Linked DNA regions of Sus scrofa: all the other regions are linked to region 1. The links are chromatin contacts, called in public Hi-C and promoter capture Hi-C maps. All regions are on one chromosome and are shown on one strand. Each heading gives the region's core, a stretch centred on a gene start, on an enhancer-like site or on the middle of the called end of the contact. The rest is flanking DNA. Distances are from core to core; before and after follow the strand shown.

The links. Promoter capture Hi-C pulls out the DNA fragments that hold promoters and counts their contacts. A called contact is a pair of places that touch in the nucleus more often than the background predicts.
Region 2: a promoter capture Hi-C map of liver shows a contact between it and region 1, with 6 times the contacts expected there. The contact joins the promoter of FGD4 here to the promoter of AMN1 in region 1. A contact is called at or near these places in 1 of 5 promoter capture datasets (liver), 1 of 47 Hi-C or Micro-C datasets (liver) and 1 of 2 datasets of contacts at active chromatin or transcription factors (alveolar macrophages).
Region 3: a contact with region 1 is called in a Hi-C map of liver, with 8 times the contacts expected there. The contact joins the promoter of IPO8 here to the promoter of AMN1 in region 1. A contact is called at or near these places in 1 of 5 promoter capture datasets (liver) and 1 of 47 Hi-C or Micro-C datasets (liver).

Annotation. Positions count from the first base shown.
Region 1 is chr5:42,516,660-42,520,859 of Sscrofa11.1, forward strand. AMN1 (protein AMN1 homolog) reads left to right here and starts at 1,907. Exons shown (of 7, transcript XM_021092088.1): 1 at 1,907-2,078.
Region 2 is chr5:41,877,396-41,881,595 of Sscrofa11.1, forward strand. FGD4 (FYVE, RhoGEF and PH domain-containing protein 4) reads right to left here and starts at 1,802. Exons shown (of 17, transcript XM_021092066.1): 1 at 1,190-1,802. The coding sequence starts at 1,466.
Region 3 is chr5:43,097,492-43,101,691 of Sscrofa11.1, forward strand. IPO8 (importin-8) reads left to right here and starts at 2,258. Exons shown (of 25, transcript XM_003126400.5): 1 at 2,258-2,691. The coding sequence starts at 2,608.

The sequences.
Region 1 (4,200 bases), core at 657-3,156:
TATCTGACAGCAGCTAGAACAAAGGATCTAATCCCAAGAAGTTTGCAACAAATAACCACACCCCTCACCTTGCCTTTAAAAGGCTTTGCTGAAAGCCTTTGGGGAGTTCAAGTTTCTCTTGGGCTTGAGCCTCCTGTCTCCTCTCACTGCCCTGCAATAAACTTTCCTCCACTCCAAACTCAGACTTCAGTATTATTTGACCTCACTGTGCACTGGGCAGACTCCAGTAACATCACCACTCCCACTGTACCCATTGTGAATAATCTACAGTCCCTAACAGACTACCTTTCTTTTCTGTACCTTTTCTGTAACCTCCTCCCCCACCCTCATGTGAGTGTTCCCCAGAGAAGTAACTCCATTTTAGCACATTTTAGTTATTCTGATTGTTCTTTTACTTGTCTGGTTCAAGTGTTCACCATTGAACCCTCAGCACTGAGCATAACCCCTACCCTTTTTCAGCACACACCCTACCCTGGTGTGTGCTGACTGAATGAGCAGCATCCTGAAGAGATGAGAAAGATTGGGTTGCAACTTTCAATCAAAAGTTTACAAAGGGAAGAGAGACGAAAAAGCACCAAAAAGCAGCAAGTACTCTGCAGCTCAACCAAGGAGAGAGAACTCCACCTGGGAAAGAGGGCCTCTTCCTCACCCCGCCTTGGCCGTACTAGGCAGGCTTGAAGCAGCATCTCAATTCCCCAACCAGGAATTGAACCCAGGTAACAGCATGAGAACAACCAATCCTAATCACTGGACCACCTGAGAACTTCCAGAGGGCTCCTTCTTTGGAGTCCTTTCTGATTGGAACACAAACTCTTCTTCTACCCCCGCCAGGATGAAATTCTTACTGAGCATTTTGTACATATGTAGTGCCACTCATCTGTAAAAAAAATGCTAAAAAATTCCGACTTTACAGGATTAAATGAATGTGGTTAATTATGGAAAACACGTAGCTCAGTATGCGCTTTAGAGAAAGTGCTAGGTAAATGGCAGTCACTCTCAGATCCTCTAAACCTCTCTGACGGTCACGGAGTCTGTATCCCAGCGGTCACCGACATACCCCGCCAAAGGCACGGCCCAGCATCGGACGTAAAAGCAGTGACCTCGCGCGGCTCGGAGGATACTGGGCTAGGCTGCGCGCCCTCCTGGCCCACTCTGGAACCCACCAGAGTTGGGGACACCGTCAACAGAACAATAACCGCCACAGCGCTTACCGAAGGGTTAGGTTCCCCTCGATTTTATACGGCCTCCGCTAGGGCGCCGCGCGCAAGGCTCCGCCCCTTGGGCGCCGCGCGCAAGGCTCCGCCCCTTGGGCGCCGCGCGCAAGGCTCCGCCCCTTGGGCGCCGCGCGCAAGGCTCCGCCCCTTGGGCGCCGCGCGCAAGGCTCCGCCCCTTGGGCGCCGCGCGCAAGGCTCCGCCCCTTGGGCGCCGCGCGCAAGGCTCCGCCCCTTGGGCGCCGCGCGCAAGGCTCCGCCCCTTGGGCGCCGCGCGCAAGGCTCCGCCCCTTGGGCGCCGCGCGCAAGGCTCCGCCCCTTGGGCGCCGCGCGCAAGGCTCCGCCCCTTGGGCGCCGCGCGCAAGGCTCCGCCCCTTGGGCGCCGCGCGCAAGGCTCCGCCCCTTGGGCGCCGCGCGCAAGGCTCCGCCCCTTGGGCGCCGCGCGCAAGGCTCCGCCCCTTGGGCGCCGCGCGCAAGGCTCCGCCCCTTGGGCGCCGCGCGCAAGGCTCCGCCCCTTGGGCGCCGCGCGCAAGGCTCCGCCCCTTGGGCGCCGCGCGCAAGGCTCCGCCCCTTGGGCGCCGCGCGCAAGGCTCCGCCCCTTGGGCGCCGCGCGCAAGGCTCCGCCCCTTGGGCGCCGCGCGCAAGGCTCCGCCCCTTGGGCGCCGCGCGCAAGGCTCCGCCCCTTGGGCGGGGCTCGGCTTTGCCCCTGCAGCGCGAGCGCGCCCGCGCCGCGCTACCGGAAGAGGCGGGGCCGCCACGCATCACGCGGGGGGCGGGAGTTGACAGACTGTCTCTGGCTGGATTTCGGCGGCCCCGGAACCGTGGAAGAGGTTCCCGAGGGCCGCTACGATGCCCTCCCCGGAGCGGGTCAGTCAGCTCCTGGACCTGTGAGTTGGCCCCGGCCCGCCTCCCTTCGCCCCGCCGCGGCACCACCCGCCGCCCCGCGCGGCTCTCCTTCCCCGCCCCCTTCCCGCCTCTGACCGCTGAGAAGGCCCCGCAGGTGTTTCCACTCCTGGATCCCAGACTTGTGCTCTCCTCACTGAGGAAGGTCAGGCCAAAAGGGTTGCCTAGCGAGCTTGCCTGTCTGTCCTTTATAGGTGTCCGAACTCAGCTTTGACAGCTCCACACTCAGGGAGTTCCTGGCAGTGGCCTGTCTGATGGGAGCTGAAAGCCTTGATAAAACAAAACATTAGATGGGGTACTCAGAAGCCTTCAGCAAAGTTCCACCCAGTTACTATAATGGGGATAAATATTGATTCCCTTTTTGTAGCGCTCAAATTCTCGATTGCGCTTGCTGGGTTCAGTTCCTGGCTCTGCTGTTCACCAGCTGTGTAACCATGGAAAGTAATTTCATCTCTCTGTGCCCAAGTTCTTGACCTACAATATTAGTATACCTATCTCATGACATTGTAGTGAGGATTAAATTTAACATATTAAAAGTTTAGAAGGCTGCCTAGTATTAAAATTAAGAGAGCTTTCCTTGATATATTTTATTGGCGGAGAAACCAGAAGCACAGAGACATGTAGTTACCCAGTGATTTATGAGGTGAGCACGTTAAGGTTGTTTAACCTTTGCAATGGTCATTGCAGTGGGAGTTTACAGATGGCAGGGGATTGGTTAAAAGTGCTTATTTTATGCAGATATTTTAAGAAGACTATTTAAGTTGATTATCAGAGGCATTTATAAGAAATAACCTAAATTTCACTTACGTTCATGAAATAATCTAGGTTCAGTTTTGATTACATGGCCTAACTGGCTTGGTCAGTTTGGGGAATTTTCAAGCCTGGTCTCCATTTTATTTTATTTAATAAATCCCCGACTTCTGGTCATTGTCTTAGCAAGCTGATACTGTAAACCAATATAGTGTTACTCTCACTACCTCATTTGATGTAGTCATGGAGGTGAACGGTCAGGTAACTGCTGTTACTGATAGTTTCGTAATCACCCTAGGCAGTGGCAGTGGGATCACTGAGTTCTTTTAGCTGTCTTATCCTGATGGATTTCATTTGCTATGTGAGTGGCTGCTCAATTTAAAGACATTTAAAACTCTTGAGAGGGAGTTTCTATTATAGTTCAGCAGGTTAAGGACCCAACGTCGTCTCTATGAGGATGCTGGTTCGATGCCTGGATCTGGCATTGCCACAAGCTGTGGTGTAGGTTGCAGATATGGTTTGGATCTGCTGTTGCTGCGACTGGTGCCATAGCTGCAGCTGTGACTTGCCCCTGGTCTGGGAACTTCCATATGCCACAGATGAGGCCAAAAAAAAAACAACCTCTTTAAGAGGTTACTAGGGAGGTTAATATTGAAATGGAGCAGGACTTAGTTTTTCTGTGGAAAAACTTTAGTCAAAGAATAAGTTTAATCAGAGAAGTGAGCGAAGGGAAACAGTCAAATGAGGCCACGTAATAATAGTTTTGTCATTAAGCAAAGTCAAGGACCTTCTCAGGGGCTATAGATAATATTCTGTCATATCCTGTGAGCTGTCTTATAGTAATGAAACCTCTATCAGGTGGAAGAAGTTAAATACCTGGTGACCAGAATATAGCCATGCCATAAGCTGACACAGTTCCAAGAGCAGGCAGGCCTCAAGGAAATGGGAACAAACTGATCTGGAACTGAAGATTAACTGTACTAAAGATAATCAAGATGATGCTGGTCAGACCACCACATGACCAATTTCAAAATGACTGTCAGAGCTGACTATGCTGTTTCTGCGTAGAGCCCCATCTCTCCACTTATAAGAGCTGGTTGTCAGTGGGAGGAGTCAGCCTTTGGACAGGAGTCCATCCTCCCCCCATTGGTTGCTGGCATCTGAAATAAAGCAAACTTTCCTTTCCACTAATCTTGCCTTTTTATTGGCTTTATAGTGGCAAGCAGCTGAACCCCACTATTGGTAACAATGTGATGACTCTGAGAATAATAGCCAAGGATTGAAAAATTCCCCAGAGCAGAAATCCCAGGAGCCATGATATAGCTAAGTACATAAT
Region 2 (4,200 bases), core at 552-3,051, 640 kb before region 1:
TAAATAAGTAACTTCAAAACAAAGTAACACATTTTCACTTAAAAAGGAAGAAAACACTCTTCTACTCATTTTGGAGTGAATCACACTAAACCTGGAAGAGACTTCAGAGATTATTTCACCAGTCTTCATTTTGAAGATGAGGAAACTGAGACCTAAAGCACTGTAATTCAGTTACTTGTTTATGTATTTTCTCACATCACTTTTTCGGCCCTTTATCTAATGCGGTTATAAATTTGTAACATATCCACCATGTTTTCCTGCCCTTTGACTGCTACAGCTTCAGGACAAGGACACGGAAAATTTTTAAGCTTCAGTACTCCACATTTAAACCATTATAAGAGCTTTGTTTCATATGAACAAAATGAGAATTAAGTGAATAAAAGCACCTTTATTTCTGCTGCTCAAATAAGATTTTTATCTCATAACTGGTCTGCATACAAGCCATCGATGGTTGTAGCACAATAAGAGCACAAAAAGTGGGGGGAGATTTGAAGAAGTCTTGCAAATTAAGAAAAAAAACCCTAATGTGTTCTACATAGCTTCAAGCCTGCCTGGGGAGAACCGAATGCCTTTAAAGAGCAAAGGTGAAGGTGTGGGCTTGAACAGATCATTTTGAGGATTTTTTTCTAAGACAAGGATTTGATAAGAATTCAGAACTCAAAACACCAAATTACTGATAGCTTAATTTATCAATACAAAAACAGCAATAAAAATCCTATTTCTTGATAGTAGGAATATGTTTTCTTAAGAGAGACTTGCAGCTTTTCACACTCAACAGTCTTTTTCCAAAGGGAAAAACGGAGCCCTCAAGATACATGGTCCAAGGTCAGTCTACAGCCAGGGTGCCTGACCAGAACCAGCACCCGCTTCCTGCATTCACTGTGCTAGTCCTTCACGAGGTCTGCCGAAAGCAACTTAGCGGAAAAAAAACGAACTTCAGTACCTAGAAAATGGGCCTTATTAATTCCTAACCAAACTTTTAAAATGAGTTATCCTTCGCTTCCGGAATTCCCTGGTAAGTGACCTCCAGGACAGGTAAGTTCAGCCCCCAGCGCGCTGCCGCCCAAGGACCTTTGGGGGAAGGGACAAAAGAGATCATGGGTTGGACCGCCTGAATGCCTGCCGGGCGCTCGGCAGTCCCTCACCTGCGACGACGCCCCGCTCACCCCTCACCTCCAGAGACATTTACCTGGAGAGTCTGCGGGGGCCTGGCCCCTGAAGGTGGCCGTCTCGGCCCATCCCAAGTGCGACGAGGGCCGACTCCAGGGCCGGGGGGTCCCGAGAGGCAGGTAGGAGAGGTTTGACTTTCGCCGGATCGCCACCCGCCTGAAGTTGTAGTCGCCCTCGCCGCTCATCTGGCCGCGCTCGCTTACGACTCGGCGCCCTCCCACGCCCAAGTCGGGCCGCGAGCGCGAACTCAGCGGACTGCCGAGGGGCGACCGGACCCCGGGGGGCGTCGCCTGCATGCCAAGGCGTGGCGCCACTCCACAGGGGCGACTTCGGGGCTGCTCCGCGCCGGCGCCGCCCTGCTTCGTCGTCTCCTTGGCAAGAGCTTCCTTATCCCTTCCTTCTCGGGAAGCCCAGGGCCGCGAGGAGAGTTTGGCTCCGACTCCCTGTGCGGCAGCCGCCACGCCCGGGTCTCTGCGGCTAGCGCTCTCACCTGACGCCGCCACTGCAGCGGCCGGCCCGGCTGCCTCCACCCCCTGCTCTCTGGACCAATCGTCGGCCGGCCCCCGAGGGCGGGTGGTGGAGAGCGCCCAGAGTTGTGCCAGTGGACGCCGCTACCGCCTCCTCGTCCGGCCCGGGCAGCGGCCCAGGACTCGCAGTGCCACCGGGAGCGTCCGGGCAGCTCCGCCCCGTCCTTCCCTGCCCCCTCTCCCTCCCTCCACTCCCCCTCCCTGCCTCCGGATCTCCTCCGCTCCGCTCGCCCAGGCTTGCCCACCAGCTGATGGGTGCCGCAAAGGCCCTCACCTGCGAGCGCACACCTGGGGTGCGCCCAGGATCAGCCGCGCTTACTTGGGGGACTTTGGCTGGACTCGGAAAGAAAGAAGAGATAATCACAGCTACTCTGGACTCCTTACAGGTCCTGCAATTCTCGCAGACCCACACGGCGAGGGTCACACGTGTGTCTCAAGTGGCTGCTGAGCCCTTGATAATGATCTTATTTATGTCGTAGAGCTACCCAGTGAGATAAGTATTTCAGATAAGAAAACCAAAGTGCGGAACCTACAGAGGGTCACAGAGCGCTGTAAAGCTAGACTGTTGCCCAAGGCTCTGCCCCAAAGCCTGTACTTATCTACTGAACCAAAAAAAATTTCCCAGGAGCATCCAGCCAGAGAATGATGAAGAGGTGCTTGGAAGTACAAGAGAAAATTGGAGCTAACCATCCACAGGTTTCGGTAAAAGCATCAGACCCTTCATCATCGCGAACACTTTCAGAACTGTATTAGTAATGCACTTTAGAGTCCTTGTCATTTGTTGCGTCATGTTTTTAAAACATAAGCTAAATATCAAGTCAAAGAAACTACATTTTAAGTTGTTTTTTTTGTTTTTTTGTTTTTTTTGGTTTTTTTTTTTTTTTTTGGAGTTCTCTAGTGGCTCAGAGGGTTAAGGGTCAGGCCTTGTCACTGCTGTGGCTCGCATCTCTGCTGTTGGATATTGTCCCCTGGCCCAGGAACTTCCACATGCCTCAGGGCTTGTTGGGGGCGGGTGGGGAGAAAAGAGGGGGAAGGGAAGGGAAGAGAAGAAATTGGTTTGCTTTCCTACATTTTAAAATTAACTACACTCTCTAATAATGAAAAGTGTTCCTAAACCACAGAGATAGGTGTGGAAAGAGCAGCATTCCAAGTATCCCAGCGCGATCAGAAAGTTCTCCAGCTATTACCCCCACATTAGAGGCCACCTCACATTTATTTAGATGGGCTGACCTTCACCCAGGTAAACGTCTTGTCCAGCTTCCTGAAGTGTGTCCCATAACCCAGTCCTCCTCCAGAAACCTTTTAAGAGGCAGTTCAACTTTCTAAGTCTCCTTAGCTGTTTCTCCAATATATATACCCCTTAGGAGAAGGAACTATGCACCCCTACTTTTTTAATACCTCCATTCAGACCTTGTTAAAAGAAGCTTTTCCTCACTTCAGATTTATTATCCCTGTATTACTGCATTGTACCTAATTATTGTTTCTCTTTTCTCTGCAGTTGTGGTATTATCTACTGTGCTAGATATTATCAGAAATGATTTCAACAAGTAATTTCAAATGTAAATTAATAATGAAAGTAGTTTTACCTCCATATGCATGTTAACTACAATTTATTATTTAAAATTTAAATACACAGATTTTTAACATAGTGTATTTGGTTCAATAAAAAGCTACTGTTGGAATTCTCTGGTGGCTCAACAGTTTAAACATTTTCACTGCTGTGGCACCGGTTCGATCCCTGACCCAGGAACTTTCACATGCCACTGGTGTGGCCAAAAAAATTTTAAAAAGAAATATGGGGAGTTCCCCTCATGGCTCAGTGGTTAGCAAATCCGACTACGAACCATGAGGTTTCAGGTTCAATCCCTGGCCTCGCTCAGCGGGTTAAGGATCCAGCGTTGCCGTGAGCTGTGGTGTAGGTCGCAGACACAGCTACCAAGATGCTGCCCATTCTGTTGCACCACAGAAGGTATTCCTTTATATAGTATTTTATTTGCTTATATAGCTTATAGAAAACAGTAGTAATTCATTAACACGTGTTGAATGAGAACTGTGCTGGGTCCTGAAATACAAAGAAGCATGCAATACACAGGCACTTTTATGCCATGTCTCTATGACTGAGACAATGTTGAATGCTGACCAAATCATGTATCATTTTCCTTAGGCACAAAAGGAAACTGATTTAAACCTTCTCTTGCAGTTAGATGGAGCCATGTAACTGAGTTCTTCAAAGTTTTGTGGGCAGAAGTAATATATGTCACTTCCAGGCCTGGCTTCTGCACCCTGGCTGTGAAATTCTACTTCTCTTCTCCAAGTGCCAGCTAGAATTCAGAGGGAGGGGCCATTGAAAGAACCTGAGCCCTAGACCATGGTAGAGCTGGCAGTTCAGAATCACCCCTTTCCTGTGAATTAACATGCAAGATCAGACTAAAAAATGCACAGGAAGATTATAGACTAATTCCTGTTCCCTATATTTTATCTTTATATTTTTCAATGTAGCAAA
Region 3 (4,200 bases), core at 1,008-3,507, 580 kb after region 1:
TTTTTAGCCAGTGCTTTCCAGGAAGGCTACACCATTTTAAACTGCCAACAATATAAGAGTGTTCCAGTTTCTATGCATCCTTACCAGCATTTAGTTGTGGAATATAAAGATATTGTTTATCTATCTATCTATCTAATCTATCTATCTATCTATCTATCTATCTATCTATCTATCTATCTATCTATCTATCATCATCTACCTATCTATATCTGTATGTAAAAGGTACAGTGCCAGATACTAGAGAGAGAGATATTTTAAGAACTAAAACTGTCTCTTGCATATATCAAATGCATGTATCTTTAGATACCAACTAAATGATCTGTGTTGATTTTTGTTGGCAGTTTCAGTAGGGGAAACGAGGGCAGAAGTCTGGGAATAGCCGATGGAAGCATGGAGAGGAAGCAAGGAAGTAGAGAAGAAACGAACACCATTCTTTGGCATGAAAGTGAAAAAGAATGAACAATAGGGAGTCCTCTTTCGCTGCAGTGGGTTAAGAATCTGGTGTTGTCATTGTAGTGGCTTGGGTCACTGCTATGGCTTGGTTTCAATCCCTGGCCTGGGAACTTCCACATACTGTGGGCATTGTCAAACAAACAAACAAACAAAACAAACAAACAACAACAACAAAACCCCAATAGCATTACTGAAGAAAGTTTTTTTTTTTTTTTTTTTAAACTGGGGGGAAATGTTTTTAGGCTGAGGTTCAATCAGTGGAGAGAAAGAGGTTGAAAATATAGGAAAAACTTTTACAAACCATTACAAAATCAAATGGTTTTTTTTTTTTTTCATCTTTGCAGGGCTCTGTGGAAAGAGGTAGGGAGTTTGAGAAGGGTCTCAAGGGTTGGGACAGTTGCTGAGGTGCTGAAGATTTTGCTGAACAAAGGAAACAAATAGGATTGTTGAGCCCGATAAAAGAACACAGTGTCAATTTGTAACAGTGTCAATTTGCACAGTGGGTCAAGGGTAGATATGAAAAGTTAAATTGGGAGTTGAACAGCAGAGAAGGATGTGTATGTGGTCAGGACTGGATAAGCTAGGAGGACTGAAAAGTGACTGGGTTGGAAAACAAGTATAGAATTATTGAGGGAGAGAAAAAATGGAAGAAAAGGGTCCTAAATTGAAAAGAGGATACTGGAGTTAAGGTTTCAGAGGTCAAGGAGTTTTAGATCCCTGAGGTCCAAGAGAGTGGGATAAGGAAATAGTGTGAGGATGAAAGGCACTATGTTTCATAATAACTTGAAGTGCTAAGGAGTTTGTATTTTACCTGGAAATTGATAGGATATCATCAAGTAAGGAACATGACAATATTGACTGTTAAGAAACATTACTCTGATGGAAATGTAGAGAACAGGCAAAACTGGAGAAGCCAGAGAACTAGGCACTTTTGCACCCAGCTGAAGGGTGTGGTCCCATTTACAGCTTCTGCAGAGAGGAGGGATTTCAGGCATCTAAGTTTTCCGCCACGTATTTTCTACTCTACATTGAACCCAGTTAACTGAACCAGTCCTTCCCGATTATCTGCTCCTGGAACGATCACACCCCTTTTAATTGCATTTTGCCCACAGTCATCTTTACAAATGTAATCTGAACTCTCTTTTTCTGGGTTAACCTCAGGAACAACTAGCTCTTTCATATTTTTATGCTATTGAAATTGTGGGGCCAGATATGTCCACAGTGGAAACAGTATAACCTTTCTTGCCTTTAACTGTTTTTCTGAAAAGATTTGAAAAAATTTCGGAAACTCTCAGGCATATCAGTTCCTCTGATCTCTGTATTTCCACAGTTACTTTGTTTAAGTATATTTTTTGTTTACCTTTGTGTCTTCTATCACACCCTAAGTTCCTTCATAGTAACCTGCATTGAATTCATTTTGTTATAATGTGGTACCTAAATATCTCAGTACGCGGGCTCAAAAATACATGTTTAAAAATGTTCAGTCAATGAGTGTGTGAATGAAAGAACTAATGATGGCTCCCACAGACCGAGGGAAGTCCGTCCTCCCGTGGGCTAGATGATCTCAAGGTCCCAAAAAGTCTGCTCTGGAAGAGGCTCCGTTGTAATGATGCCCAAACGGTTCTCGGACTAACAAAAAGTGCCGCTCCATCCATACATGCTTAATTTGGAAGCAGCTGTAAGAGACACCTAGCCAGCTCGTTTCCCTCTCTGGGAAGAGGCGGGAGGCTGTTTTCCGTATGGCAGCAAGGCGGCCTCCTGCCGGAGCTGGTGAGACGTTTTCCTCTGGGGAAGAAGCCGAGACCACTTTCCGTACAGGAGCATGGTGGCCGCCAGTAGGAGCAGCCATATAGCATCACGCCCGGGGGAAGAGGCCGCCGTAAAAGAGGCGCCGCTTCCTCTTCTTACTTCTCCCGCCTCCCACCGGCTGTCGTAAAAGGGTGAATGGAGAGCGAGTTGTGGGGGGTAGAAAGGGAGGACAGGGGGCGCGGAGTCAGAGTGGCGCAGCAAGTGGCTGCAGGTGGCGACGGTGGCGGAGGTTGGGGAGTGAGGTAGTGCAGGGGTCGCGGAGGAGGAGGCTGAGAGGGTCAAAAGAAAAACTAAAGCTGCTGTCTGGCCTACTGGTCCGGGGGCCGCGGAGCCCCCGCCCGGGAGATGGACCTCAACCGGATCATCCAGGCGCTGAAGGGCACCATCGACCCGAAGCTGCGGATTGCAGCTGAGAATGAACTCAACCAGGTGAGGAGCGGGCCTGCGGCGCCCCCCTGCCGCCGAGCTGGCTCTCGGGGCTCTCTCTTCTCCGCACCCCGGATCTCCACCAGCACCCGGGCCCCGACCCCGACGCGTCTCTCGGCCTGTCCCACCCCCGCCCCAGCCCCCGCTCCGGGGTCCGGTGGCGCCGCTCTCCTGGGATCTTTTCTCAGCGGCTCACGCACCTGTTGGCCACCTTTGCATCTTTCCTGTCGTTTTCCTTCCCTAGTGCAGTTTGTTGAGCCCGTTTGGTTCGCAAAAAGAAGCTTTAGCAAGCTTTGCTAGTGTTTTCAGGGTGTGATTTCTTTTCCTTAAGTTCGCTGACTTGGTGGGAAAATACACCTAAAATTCAAATCTGAGTTCGGTTTTTCTGCAGATCCAGCCCTTTTTAGGTGTTGCTCTGGCAAACCCTGCCCATTGCCTGCTTCTGCGGGGTTGGCAGGACCGTGTAGACACTGATTGGCAGTTTTGTTGGAGCGCTGGGAAATGCTGCCGGAAGAGTTTTTTCATGGTGGTACTGCTTTACAAAAGATACGCCGAGTAATATTTGTAGGAATTTTTTATAAATGGTAAAATGTGTAAGACTTTCTTTTATCTTCCATCCTCTATCTTTATGAACTAGCCTTAGTTCGAGTGATAGCACCGACATTTCCATACTAGCTTATATTTTCCTCCTCACCTGTAGGAATAAATCACAGCCTTCTCACTAAAAAGTACGAATTAAGGTCTGTTAATGGATAGAGTGACAGCTGTTTGAGGTTGCAGTAATCCTTAAAATGTAAAGAAATATACCTAAATTAGTGGTTCTCAAAGTGTTGCCCAGGATAAGTAGCATCAGTGTCATTTGGGAACTTGTTGGAAGTGCAAATTATGGGGCTTCACTCTAGACTTTAAAGAAACTCTGGGAGTGGGGTCTAATGATTGGTGTTTTAATTAGCTAACTAGGTGATTCTGTGTTTCCTAAAGTGTAACAACGACTTTCCCAAGTAAATGTTCTGTGGGAGTTAAGTTTTCCCTGGTTAAACTGTGAACCTTTGAAAGGGGTTATTTTAATGGGAAATCCAGTGGAATAAGTGTGAATCTAGGATTTCCATGTGTTAAAAGAGTGAGTGACAACACTGACTCTGGAGAGAAGGTTGAGTTGAACTGAAGCCCCAAAGGGAATGTTTTGGTACTTCAAAAAGAAAAGGGCTCTCACTTACAATAGGGGAAAGTTAAAAGACAGTACCTGTCCGAGGCTTTGCAGAGAAAAAGTACTATATACTGCTTGGCTGGAAGAGTAGTAATCCAGGCTTTGGTTAGGAGGGACAAAGCAAGAGCTGAATTTGCAGTCTGCTAGTATGAACAGGGCAGTTGGCCTGTTTGTGACCCTCTTCTCTTCATGGTGAGGCCAGATGTTATTTTTACAGTGTCTATAGGGGATCATATCTTTGATATCATGTTGTATTTCCCTGCCTCTGTTAGCCTACTGTTGCTTTGTTTCTTAGTCATCAGTGT